Regions from separate parts of the Bicyclus anynana genome. Here region 1 is linked to region 2. The links are chromatin contacts, called in public Hi-C maps. All regions are on one chromosome and are shown on one strand. Each heading gives the region's core, a stretch centred on a gene start, on an enhancer-like site or on the middle of the called end of the contact. The rest is flanking DNA. Distances are from core to core; before and after follow the strand shown.

Region 1 (6,022 bases), core at 2,773-5,272, 47 kb after region 2:
CGAGGTTCTTCTAGTTAATAATGAATGGCTAATTTTCTTGAAAAGAAAATTATGAGAAATTGTGTTTAAAATTATTCCCAATTTTTTATTTTATAAGTAAGTAATTATTATGTAGGTTTTCACGTAGGAAGGTAAATATTTCTAACTCTATAATACTTAATTACTTAAAACTATTGTTTAATAACTACTGCTAAAATCAAAGTTATTGATTATGAAAATTGTTCAACACAACTTTTCAAAGTTATGGCGTTTTCACGATTTAACTTAGCCATCCCGAGGCATTTTAAATCCCAGTGTGGGAGTCAACCCTTGCCTTTCTAGGGTAAAAAAGTTAATGTTACCCAAGCAACGCGATAAGGGTTGACATGTGTGGAGGGATCCCGTTTTATGATGTTGTCATAATCCCTAATTTGCATAATAATTAGTTCAAAAAATCGTTTACTTTCGCCTCAGTACACGAGATTTATCACTTGATTCATTAACAACATTTTTGTTCTTGCGCAATTTTTCCGTTTTTCGCCTCCGTCGCAAAAAGAAGGGTGTTATAAGTATGACGAAAAGGCCCAGGAAAGAAGAAGTCTGTCTGTCTGCCTGTGTGTCTCTCTGTGGCATCGTAGCTGTCAAATAGTTGGACCGATTTCGATGAGGTTTTTTTTATTTAATAGCTAGTTTTTTTGCGATGGTTCTTACTATGTTTGGTCAATATCGGTTAAGCAGTGTAAAAGTATCAGCTCTTTTTCAAAATGACAAAATGATGTATGTTATCAACTGAGTCGTTGGGATGTCAGCCGTTTTCCCATATCTATCTATTGATATTTTTGGGCCAGTAAAAATTATCTACTACCTACCTTGAACTACTATAATATGTGACTTCAAGTGTTTACAAATCTACTATATAAAAATAAGTCGGGTTTTCCTTCCTGATGCTATAACTCCAGAACGCGCGAACCGATTTCCACGGTTTTGCATTCGTTGGAAAGGTCTCGAGCTCCGTGAGGTTTATAGCAAAAAATTCAGGAAAAGGTAGTGGTAGGGTAGGGGTAGGGTAGGGGTAGTGTAGGGTAGGATAGGGGGTAGGGTAGGGGTAGGGTAGGGGTAGGATAGGGTAGGGTAGGGGTAGAGTTCGGTAGGGGTAGTTGAAAGTTTACGTCGAGTTTCACGCGGACGAAGTCGCGGGCGTCCGCTAGTATCTTAATATTTATCAATATTATTTAATTTTGCCTAAACACAAGAATTTATCACCTAAGGTAACTAACATTCTGTGTAGGTAGGTAAACTAAATTAGGTACTTACTTAAAGATATTTTTCATATTATTACTATTACTACCCATCTGAATCATTTTGTCCACAACATCAAAGTGGTGTTTATAAATAACTACTTATGTAGACTTGTTTACTCAACTGTTGGCGCAGGGTTCCCAACTTAGGGGTTTTCCCCTCAGATTTAGGGGGCAAATAAGTGAAATGGGATTTTTTAGGGGTCTGAAATTTTTAGGGGTATTTTCAGGGATTTTTTGACTCTTTAATATTTTTAAATTGATGATAATTTTAATATTTCTTTCTTGGCCTAGCGACTTATAACGACATATAATACGTTATTCTACGACCACTCTGAGGCAATTGGAGGCAATTTTCATCGAATAAAAAAAATTGGTAAATTTATTCATTGTCAACATGTATGATTTCAAAAAATCTGAATCTTCAGATAAAGACGTAGTATTTTGTCTGTATTAAATATAGACTTTTAAACATATGACAGCATAATATTTCTAAATTATTATGAATTTATATTTTTTAGGGGGACAACTCAATAATTAAGGCGATTTTAGGGGTTCTTGACACCAACTTTAGGGATAAATATTTTGGAGAGTTGGTAACACTGTGTTGGCGGTAGGTACCTATCTTAAAGTAACTTGGTAGGTATTTAATACTACCTAACCTACCTACCTAGCCATAATATACCTACATACTGAATCATTGTTAACAAAGACAATTTACATTAAATTAATATAAATTCAAATAGTCGCCTACCTACTTATCTATGCAACAATGTAATGCTAGCCACGCACAATCAAGCTGAGCATCAATTCTGCAGGACACTTACGCTTGGGCATTGAAAAAAATATCGTAACAGTACCCACATTTTGATAATTTTTCACTGCCCACAACCCACATACCTAAACGCGATTTAACGGCAAGCATGATTGTATGTGGCTGGCGTAAGTAATTTTTTTTTATCAATGACAAGTTCATTAATTCGCGATCTGCAAGAGCACATTACGCCTGCATTCTGTAAAGTTACAGCGATGTGACATCGCTCATTTCTATAGCAACATCGTTTTTAACGACCTTTTATTTTCTGGCATTCCATACAAATAAGGTTCAATTACAATTTAAAACCGTGGCTGAGTTTGTTGTGGGCTCTTCTCGGACCAAGGCCTTTGGAACCCTCGTAACTTTAATTTTAAGTTTTGGACTATTATTACCACCATTAGATTAAATTAAATTACCTATGACATAATCATGACTTTTCAAAAGTGCTTTTAAACTAAGCCTAATTGATATAAATGAATTTTGAATTTTGATAAAACATGTTGTAGGCGAACAATACATCGACGAGTATAAAACAGAATCAAACCCGAGTTTTTTCAGATGTCAAGCCGTTAGCGCTGCAGGCATGTGTGCTTATTGGATAGTGGATGGCTAACTTAAGACGGTAGTGAGCTTATTAAATAACGGTAGTAGTAGTAGCAATCGGTACAAGCTTATTAAAAATTTCTAAGGGTCTTTAACATATCACTAAGTGTGCCTTGCGTTTTCACCTTACGAGTATCAGATGCCATTTCTGTAGAAATATCGGAATAAAAACCAACATTTCTAATTTAATCTGCTTTTGACTGGATAAGTACATTAACCTCTAAAAAAATACGATACCAACAAATACAACAAATAAACTTGTAATTGTCGACTTCATTCTATTTCTATACCAGTAATGTTTATCAAATGATAAATAGGTAGGTTATGCCTTGATATACACTCATTTATATAATTTCTTAAAACAATTAAGTAATTTTACTTACCTACCTACATACGGTTATCTTCTAAGTCTTGTTATTATTAACTCTAAATGTTATCTATCTACCTACATAGTGTAGCATTTTAGAATAAATATTTCAAGTCTTTATTTTTATAATAGGTATGATATATGTATTTTTAAGGTGCGAGTATTTTATAGGTAAACATTTTCCGATAACTCTTATCTTGGCTGTGAAATAACGTATTATTCATGATATCGATTGAAATTGCACCTAACAGGTGAGTGGGTACCTACTACCTAGAAAATTTATTCACGTTCTTAAAATATGACGTCACGGTACAATGAATGGTTAAAATTTCTAGTTTCCGAGAAGGGAACAATAGGCCGTAGAACAAAGCGCACACAACCACGGCGCCGTGGTTGCGCGGGCACAGGGCTCAGGTAAAGAAAGCATCATACAAAGCCGTTTTTGCCCACCTTTCGTATACTGCGCCGACGCCACCGCAACCAACAGCGCGGCGATGAGCCCCCTCTCTCCCCCTCGTACCATTTTCTCAAATCAAACTTGAAGAAATTACGATTTTGAGCACGTCACTATAGTAAAAACTTGTCACAAGAAGCGGCGGAGCACACACGGAGTCTTGTATACACACAAATCACGCACACTATCACATAATAAGAACGCACATCCATTTGAAAAATGTTCGTTTTATCCGATAAAGGTAACCGCTTCGCACGACTCGTGGGACGAAGCATGCAGGTAAAACGAGTAAGCCTATTAAGTTACGATAACTTAAAACTACTTATTTAGGTCGGTCCTAGTCAATTAAACACTACGCGTTGCGCTAGACACGGCAGTTCTGCACAATTTTATGTTTGGAAACTTTACATATTTTCGTAAAACAATTTCGAAGTTGAGAACGATTACGGGCGACACGGAACACACGACCGCCCGACGCATCGTTCGCGGCAGACTGGCGTGAAGTGAGCGAACAATCAACAAGTTGCGCTCGTAGCGAGTCGCGAGGCGGGCCGTTGCAGGAGCATGCGCTATCCGCGTCTATGTTCATACTCGACTTGCAAGTTGATTCTGTCGTCTTCCCCCGCGCTGAGCGCCGACCGGCAAAACTTTGAAACCGGTATTTTTCGCGCAAAAAAACAAGAAGTCGGGACCTCTCCAGTTATACGCGGCGCCGCTGCGAACCTGGTCTCAGACCTACTGTATCTAGGCACTACAAGTTGAATAATCCCTCAGTCGATCCAGATTATAAGGTGTCTAAACCTATTCTAGGTTAATAAAGTTGTTTTGCTGTAAAAATACTACAAATATACTTAAACTACAGTCTTTCTTGATGAATACTGTTTACCAACATTGTAATTAGAAATGAAGGTAGAAAACGCCTGTCATTTCAGAACTTATTTATTTTAAACTATGTATGGCTTGTATAAAAAAGATTACATAAAATATTTTAAATATATCTAATTGTTCTAAGCTTATAAATTTCATAAATTTAAGAACAAGTTAATTATGTTAAATGACTAGTGATTTATACCCTCATTTTTAATTTGTTTGTTGGTAATTGGTAAACAGTACACATCAAGTATAGGTATTTTCATAAATGTAGGTAAGTAGATATTTAAATATAGTTTTCCGTTTATTGGTAGATAAGTAATTGTTTACTTTACATAGGCACAAAAAAGGCTGTGAAAATTGATGATATTGGGATTGCGATTTATACTAAAAATTAGCGCTGATTTTAACAAAAGATAAGGCTGAATTTGCTGCAATTCCCAACACACTGCTATGCATGACAGTTTCACCTACAAACTTACAATATTATTTTGTAACTCTAAGTTAGTGTAAAATTTTTAAGCATTATGCGTGAAGCATTATGCGTGAGAATACACGTGCGTCACCTCTAGTATGGGTATCAAGTTATAAGAATCATAGGCTAGTGCATTTAACCGATAAGGTACTGTTACACATGCTTTAAAATAGCATGCTATTAAGTATGCTCCAAACGAGCATATCATTAGTTTACATTTGCTAGCAATAAGCATGCTATTTTTAAGTATGCTCCTGAATAAGCATGCTCAAAGCAAACATTCCAATCACACATGCTAATTTGTATCTATCGCTCTCTGTCTATAGTATCGTGTTAGACAGGGAGATATAAAAGTGAAAAGAATACAGAATAGCAATCCTGATCGACTAGTAAACTGATTAGCAAACCTGTTCAGACGCGCTAAAAGCACGCCCCCTTCCACCCGCGCAGCAAGCAGCATACTCATAAATCGCACGACTGTTGATTCTTGAGCAAGCTCGAAATAAGCATGCTCATTATTAGCAATGTTGCGATACACATACTATTAAGTAGCAACTGCTCAATAGTAGCATGCTTTCGTGCTTGAAATGAGCATGTGTAACAATAGCTGTAAACTGCATTATCGCTTACTAGGCGTGATGGTAGCTCATGTACCTTTATTTGACACAATAACATAGAATTGAAAATTTTGGAAATCCCCTGAAAGTCATGAAATTATCTTATTTTTTTTAATGCTCGTATTACTGAAGATTTGTGTGAGCGAAGCCTTGTAGAATCTAATTGAAGATATTATAAATATGAAAATATTCCATTTTATTTTTCTAGATTTTTTTTACATAAACTTACGAGTACATCAGCTTCGAGAGCTGTGATAGCCCAGTGGATATGACGTCTGTCTCCGATTTCGTAGGGCGTGGGTTCGAATCCTGTCCAGGGCATGCACCTCCAACTTTGCAGTTGTGTGCATTTTAAGAAATGAAATATCACGTGTCTCAAACGGTGAAGGAAACATCGTGAGGATACCTACCTGGGAATTTTCTTAATTCTCTACATTCAGCGGGCAATGGAGCGAGCTATGCTTGGAGTTTCTCTGCGTGATCGAATCAGGAATGAGGAGATCCGCAGACGAACCAAAGTCACTGACATAGCTCAGCGAGTC
Region 2 (6,149 bases), core at 965-3,464:
AGGAGGATGAAGATCCACACTCCTTTCGGTTTCTACACGACATCGTACCGGGACGCTAAATCGCTTGGCGGTACGTCTTTGCCGGCAGGGTAGTAACTAGCCACGGCCGAAGCCTACCAGCCAAAAACGCACGAACGCTGTCCAGCAGTGGCGTGCACTTCATAGATGCAACAACACACTACCATCTATCATCATAGGTATTATGTACTCATCACGAATCTAGATTGATCATCGAATTTTTTGTATTGTACGATTTGTACGTACAGTGCATACCCTAGATAAAATCCTTGCGTACGCCACTGCTGTCCAGCGAAGTCGAGTGGCAGCTAGCTAGCTAGCTAAAAGCCCCAATAGCTCAACGGTAAGAGCGGTTGGACTCATCACCGAGGGGTGGTTCGCCCCGTTGGTCTATTGTCGTACCCACTCCTTGCACAGTCTTTCCTGACTAGTTGGAGGCGAATGGGAAAATTGGTCATATTGTAAAAAATATTTCAAATATTCTCTAAAAAAAAACAGACGTATGCTCCAGAATAGAGAAGGGAAGAAAGGGAAAAGGAAGAGAAAAAGAAATGAAAAATAATTTAGAGGCAGTTAGCTCGATGTAATGCCACGCAGTTCCGTGTCAATCTGAAGATTGGAAAAAAAAGTAAACTATAACATTAAGGATATATAACGTTTTACAATGGAGAAAAATAACCCTAGAAACCGCTATTTAATGGTAAAAAGTAAAACGTATCCGGTGCTCTATTATGAACAGATTATACAAGGAATTTCACCGCGATCCGGCGCCGAGGCGATATGAAAAGAAATAAACTACCACAATCAGCTGAACGTGCTAGCCGCGTTTATCGTGAAAAATTCCCCGATACTACTATCTTTTTCGTACACGGAATATTCTTTATACTACGGGTAAGCTTTTACAAATCGTAGATTAAATACCTATTACCTACCATTTTTACTGCTTACTGGCTTGATCTCATCCTAATAGATTAATACATACATAGCCGCTGGATGCTGGCGGCTCGAGATCGTTGTGCTTGGTGATTCATGCAAGAGGCCTACGTCCAGCAGTGGACGTCCATCGGCTGATAAGGTAAGGTAAGGCATACATAGTTACAAAGCCCTATCATTCTTCATTTTGTTAAATAAAGAATGATAAGGCAGTAAATATGCAAAAAAAATACGTGTGACGTTCGAGGACTGCCGCGGTAAAGCATTTTTTATCAACCTATGCAATTATAAATATTTATTTATTTTATTTATGCAGTATTTTTATTTCTTAAGAAAGAATAAATTAATAAAAAAAATAAAAAATGTCTTTACGTACATCTGGAATTGAACTCTGGTTCAATAAGTTATGCCCCTTGTACAGTTGAGGTACATGATAACGTCGAAATGTGTTAACTTAATGCACGGCTTGGGTGTAAGGTTATTTTTCGTTACGGAATTTCTTGATTTGGTCGCCGCGCTCAAAGTCCGCGGATAAAAGCTATGCAATAGCTTAAAGATTTATTTTTTTATAGTTACGTTAATTTTTAATTTAATTAAACAATACTTAATTAAACAAAAGTTTAAAAATTTAATATATCATTTTAGGTATGTATACATATAATATACTTAGTTAAATTTAGGTAAGACATTCTTTATTTTATTTATAGCAGTATAGAAGCAAGAGTTGTATTTGTTATTTTCAATTAAATCGCAATTCATCAACATAACGAGGTGATCATTAGATATGTCTCAATGGTTATTATGATCAAAAGTAAAGTATTTATTAATTATTACACAGTAGGGTTTTTTGATTCTATACCCAACTAGCTTTCTCTTGTTTCGGTAATTTTAATGAAATATTCAATGTGCTGTAACATTGTCTTTAATGAAGTGTTCATTTACACGAGCAGCAACAGCTACTGACGACTGCAGTCAACGGCAGTAGACGACGTCTCGGCGGCAGTCAACGGCAGTCGAGTGCAGTCGGCGACTGCCGTCGACTGCCGCCGAGACGTCACCGACTGCAGTCGTAGGTAGCAGTTGCTGTTCGTGTAAATGAACCCTATAACTCGGATTCTATCAACTTTATTGCATATGCACATAAGAAACTACAGTTACTGTTAAAAAAAGTGGAACAATTCAATCTATGTGAACGCCGAGCATCGGCGCCTATTTTGTCATTCAACGTATAAGAACCGCTAATCCGCCCCCTTCATGCCTCGTTGACTTCATCGGCATTTGACAATACAGCCTTTGTCTCGACAAACAAATGAATCACAAGCATTGTATTGTTATCTTTAACTATAATTTTGCTAGCTATTCGTAAGGAAAGTGTATTATTTGTTTACAATTCAGTCTAAGACAGGTCCGTGATGTAAATTATTTTTTCTATGATCTCAGAGTAGGTATAATTGTAAAACAAAAGGCTGCGATAGTCACACAACCCGCATTATTGAACGCTGATGTTTGACAGCCTATACTTCTACCGAACGGTTAATGGTCTGGACCCTTGAAACCAGCTACCTTCCGAAGTGACCTCAGTCGAAACTCTACAAGTATAATTAGCTACCACAACCGTAATCCAACGGTTATATAATGATTTATTTATTTTGCTATCATCCGCGAAAATTCGGCGAACCCATGCGACAACGTCACCCAGGTCCGACAAAATACTCTCTACGTACGTTTCACCCCGAAACCGGAGCATCCTCAGGAGATGTTGACTCTACAACGTGCAATTGCAATGACTTTGCAATTGCACGTTGTAGAGTCAACAAAAAGTAAAGGGGAGTGTTTGTTGACAGTCACAGGATCCTTTAACGCTACACACATCGATCACAAGTGCGTGACTTCACTCAAGGTCATTCTCTGCCATTCTAGGGTCTTATTTTGGTTACAGTTTGATTTGTTAATTAAGTTTTCCTGACAAATGTTGTGAACCTTTGTTCGACATTAGTTTTTCTAATTTTTGTAATCTTTTCTGAGTCTGCTAAAACATCCTCAAATAACTTTGTATGAGATGAGTGTCAGAGAAGAACATTGACAGTGTGGCTGTCGCAATTCACGGCACACTCCGCGCTGACGTGGTCTGCGCTGCACCATAAAAACTGAAGATAAAGCCCGTCTCAGTTTTATCGTCCTACGTTACGCGTCTCCATTGACGTACCAGATACGTGGAAACAATTTTATCTTTGACGATAAACTTCTATTTAAAGCAATCGACTCATAACATTGGCATTGGTGGCATATCAGCTTATTTTAAAAACGGTGGCGTGTATTCAAGTACATGTTAATTTTTTTTTAGTTATTTTAATAATTAATGTACCAAGCAAATGGCCTACCTTTTTATTTTTATTCAATGACAACATAGCCTAGAATGCAATCTCACCTGCAGGCCAATTCGCTGACTTTGATGTTTGTACGATATTTACCAACTAGCTACTTTTAGTAATTCTCAAGTCACGTGATTTTGTAATCACTATTTATTTAATGCTGACTGATCATTGAAATTAAAGATAAAAACTGGCATCCGGTGCCCACTGACATTTCCCAGTTGCCATTGGATTTTTTGATAACAATGGGCTTAACGATAGCCAAAGAGTACCATGTTACCATACCATGTTTGCAATAAGTTTTTCTCAAATCTCGTAGAAACCATGATTTCTTTCGGGCAACCTATGTGTTAATCCAGAAAATTATTGGGTCTACCTTCATTTTAAATTTCAGCCGAATCAGTTTAGTAGTTGCGGCGTTAAAGAGTAACAAACATCCAAACGTCCATGCTAACTTTCGCGTTTATAATATTAGTAGGATTCAATGCATGCGCAGTAAAAAACAATTGTATATGTTCGTATAGAAATAAAAGGCAAAAACAATGACTTTAACACAAGGGACGGTACAATGGAAACGTATCACCACATACTAAACTCACCATAGTAAAGATGTTTACTAACCGTAAACATAATCAATAATCGTAATTTATGTGACGGCCCCACTTTTTAGTGATGCTTACGGTAGTACGGCGGGCCGCGTAAAATTGGTCGATTAAATACGTGAAGTGCGTATACGACATACGTGTCTGTACTTGAAGAGGATTTTATTGGGGGAACGTATGGAAATGGCATTCCATGGTAGTCGTAAAAACTGGTAAAAACATGGTAAAAACGTTACGTTTCCCCATCCCTGTTTTTATTACCCCATATTCATAAACAGCTGTAAACAGTGTAGCACTAAATTATATCCTTCATAATCACACTAATATTATAAAAGCGAAAGTTTGTGTGTAAGTGTGAATGTTTGTTCCTCCTTTGCGGTGCGGGTACTGAAGCGATTTGGCTGAAATTTGGTATGGAAATAGATTTTACTCTGGATTAACATATAAGCTACTTTCATCCCGGAAAAATCCATGATTCGCTAGTATTATAATAAAGTGCAAAATAGATCGGTTGAATATGTAAAGTGTAAAGTAACCGACTTGTTTTGGAAGACAATTTATTGAGAAAAAAATGAAGAAAATAGTGTTCCATGGTATAGATTCCCTGTGTATTATGGAACCCAATTTAATTCAGTATTTTATTTTTAACCTGTTTTAATACTGTAGGGTAAAAATAAATACATTACGTTACCCCACACTACCTTACACATGTTGAGCAAATTTATTCAAAAAGTTCGTATCGGGCATTTTTTATAAAGTTCTATTAACTGCTTGACATATACATATTACATAATATAATGTGTATAATTGTATATTGCATGTATAATTATACCTATAATTCTCCGTTATGTGCATGTGACATATGACAAAACCTGCACACCTGCGAACTTTCTGTCTGAAGTCTGCCAATCTGCATTGAGCCAACGTGGAGCCTAACCCCACTCATTCTGGGAAGAGACTTGTGCTCAACAGTGAGCCGAATATGGGCTGTTGATGATGAAATTAATTTAATAATATGTATATATTTACATTGTACAAGTACATATTTGTCTGGAATCTTAATAGTCTCATCAGCGCCTATGAATAATTATAATGTAACACTTTGAGTTAACACGATTACACCTGTTAATGAAGCGAGGGTAAACGGGGCTTGAGAATTTATAAATTACTCACTTTAGCCCGCGATTTCAGCTGCTTCGAATATGGTTTTTAGCCCCATATACATTGAAATCTTTAAGAAGTAGACACCTACATCAGGGGAAGGAATTACAATGAAAACCATGTAACGTCACTCGATTTAACGTCAAACTCGCTAAAGCGTCGATTTCACATTTGACTTTGATTGGTTTAGCTTGCTTTCCATACAATGACACACTCGATATAGCGTTACTCTCACTATTTATAACGTCCATTAACTAATAAAAAGTATCTTTTAAATAGCCGAAATTAGTGAAAACCGCGTAGCTGTCTACGTTCTCATGTCTCTTTATTATCCTACAACGTAATAGACTCTACTGTCGGCATCATGCAAAAAAAAAATTATAAGAAATTCATTATTTTGTTGACAAAATGGGATTGCACGTGTACACTGTTGTTGTCCACGACATGAATAGAAGTCATAGACTTAATAAGCTATCATATTATTAGTTGTTCACAAACTTTTAAATAGTAAACATGGCTAATAATAAATAATCACTGTGTATTGACAAATAAAGTTCTTCTTTCCTTATAACGACCACTCTCTATAGCGCTATAAAAGGTTCAGTCCCTCTAGTGTCGTTATATAGAGTTAACACTGTATTTATATTTTTCTACAGTAGGTATATAATTTATCTACCATTATATGGAATAACTATCTCAATCTATTTACTTGTTAGTTGTTCCAGTATATCAGTAAAAGTATTTACTCGTCATTCCGAGTAGATGCATTACACGCTAGATCTTTGCCTATGTACAAGACGGATAATATTTATGACGTTTGACCTGCGCAATAGATGATTTTCGGTATCACCGGTTACGTCAAGGGCATCATAAAGATTGCATCCAACTATTTCAATGTTCGAAAAAATCGCACCTTTATATCATAAACATTAGGCTTTATGAAACCGCAAAGTAGAGTAAATAAAGAAAATCTTTTAGGAAAATTAATTTCAGGATAAGGCAACTTCACGAACAATACGTAGTAATTAATTAATGTAAATATTATTAAAGACAGGATTATCTG

What was found. A called contact is a pair of places that touch in the nucleus more often than the background predicts.
Region 1: a Hi-C map of whole body shows a contact between it and region 2, with 1.7 times the contacts expected there. The contact joins the promoter of LOC112043371 here to the enhancer-like site in region 2. A contact is called at or near these places in 2 of 2 Hi-C or Micro-C datasets (whole body and whole larva).

Annotation. Positions count from the first base shown.
Region 1 is chr22:6,559,640-6,565,661 of ilBicAnyn1.1, forward strand. LOC112043371 (DE-cadherin) reads right to left here and starts at 4,023. Exons shown (of 24, transcript XM_052888463.1): 1 at 3,515-4,023. The coding sequence starts at 3,587.
Region 2 is chr22:6,514,402-6,520,550 of ilBicAnyn1.1, forward strand. All of the region lies in intron 1 of LOC112043371 (DE-cadherin), which reads right to left. Among protein-coding and RNA genes, the nearest start is that of LOC112053545, 27 kb to the right of the region's middle. Within about 2 kb of position 2,215, at least 1 of the 8 cell types and tissues checked has open chromatin away from gene starts, as enhancers often do.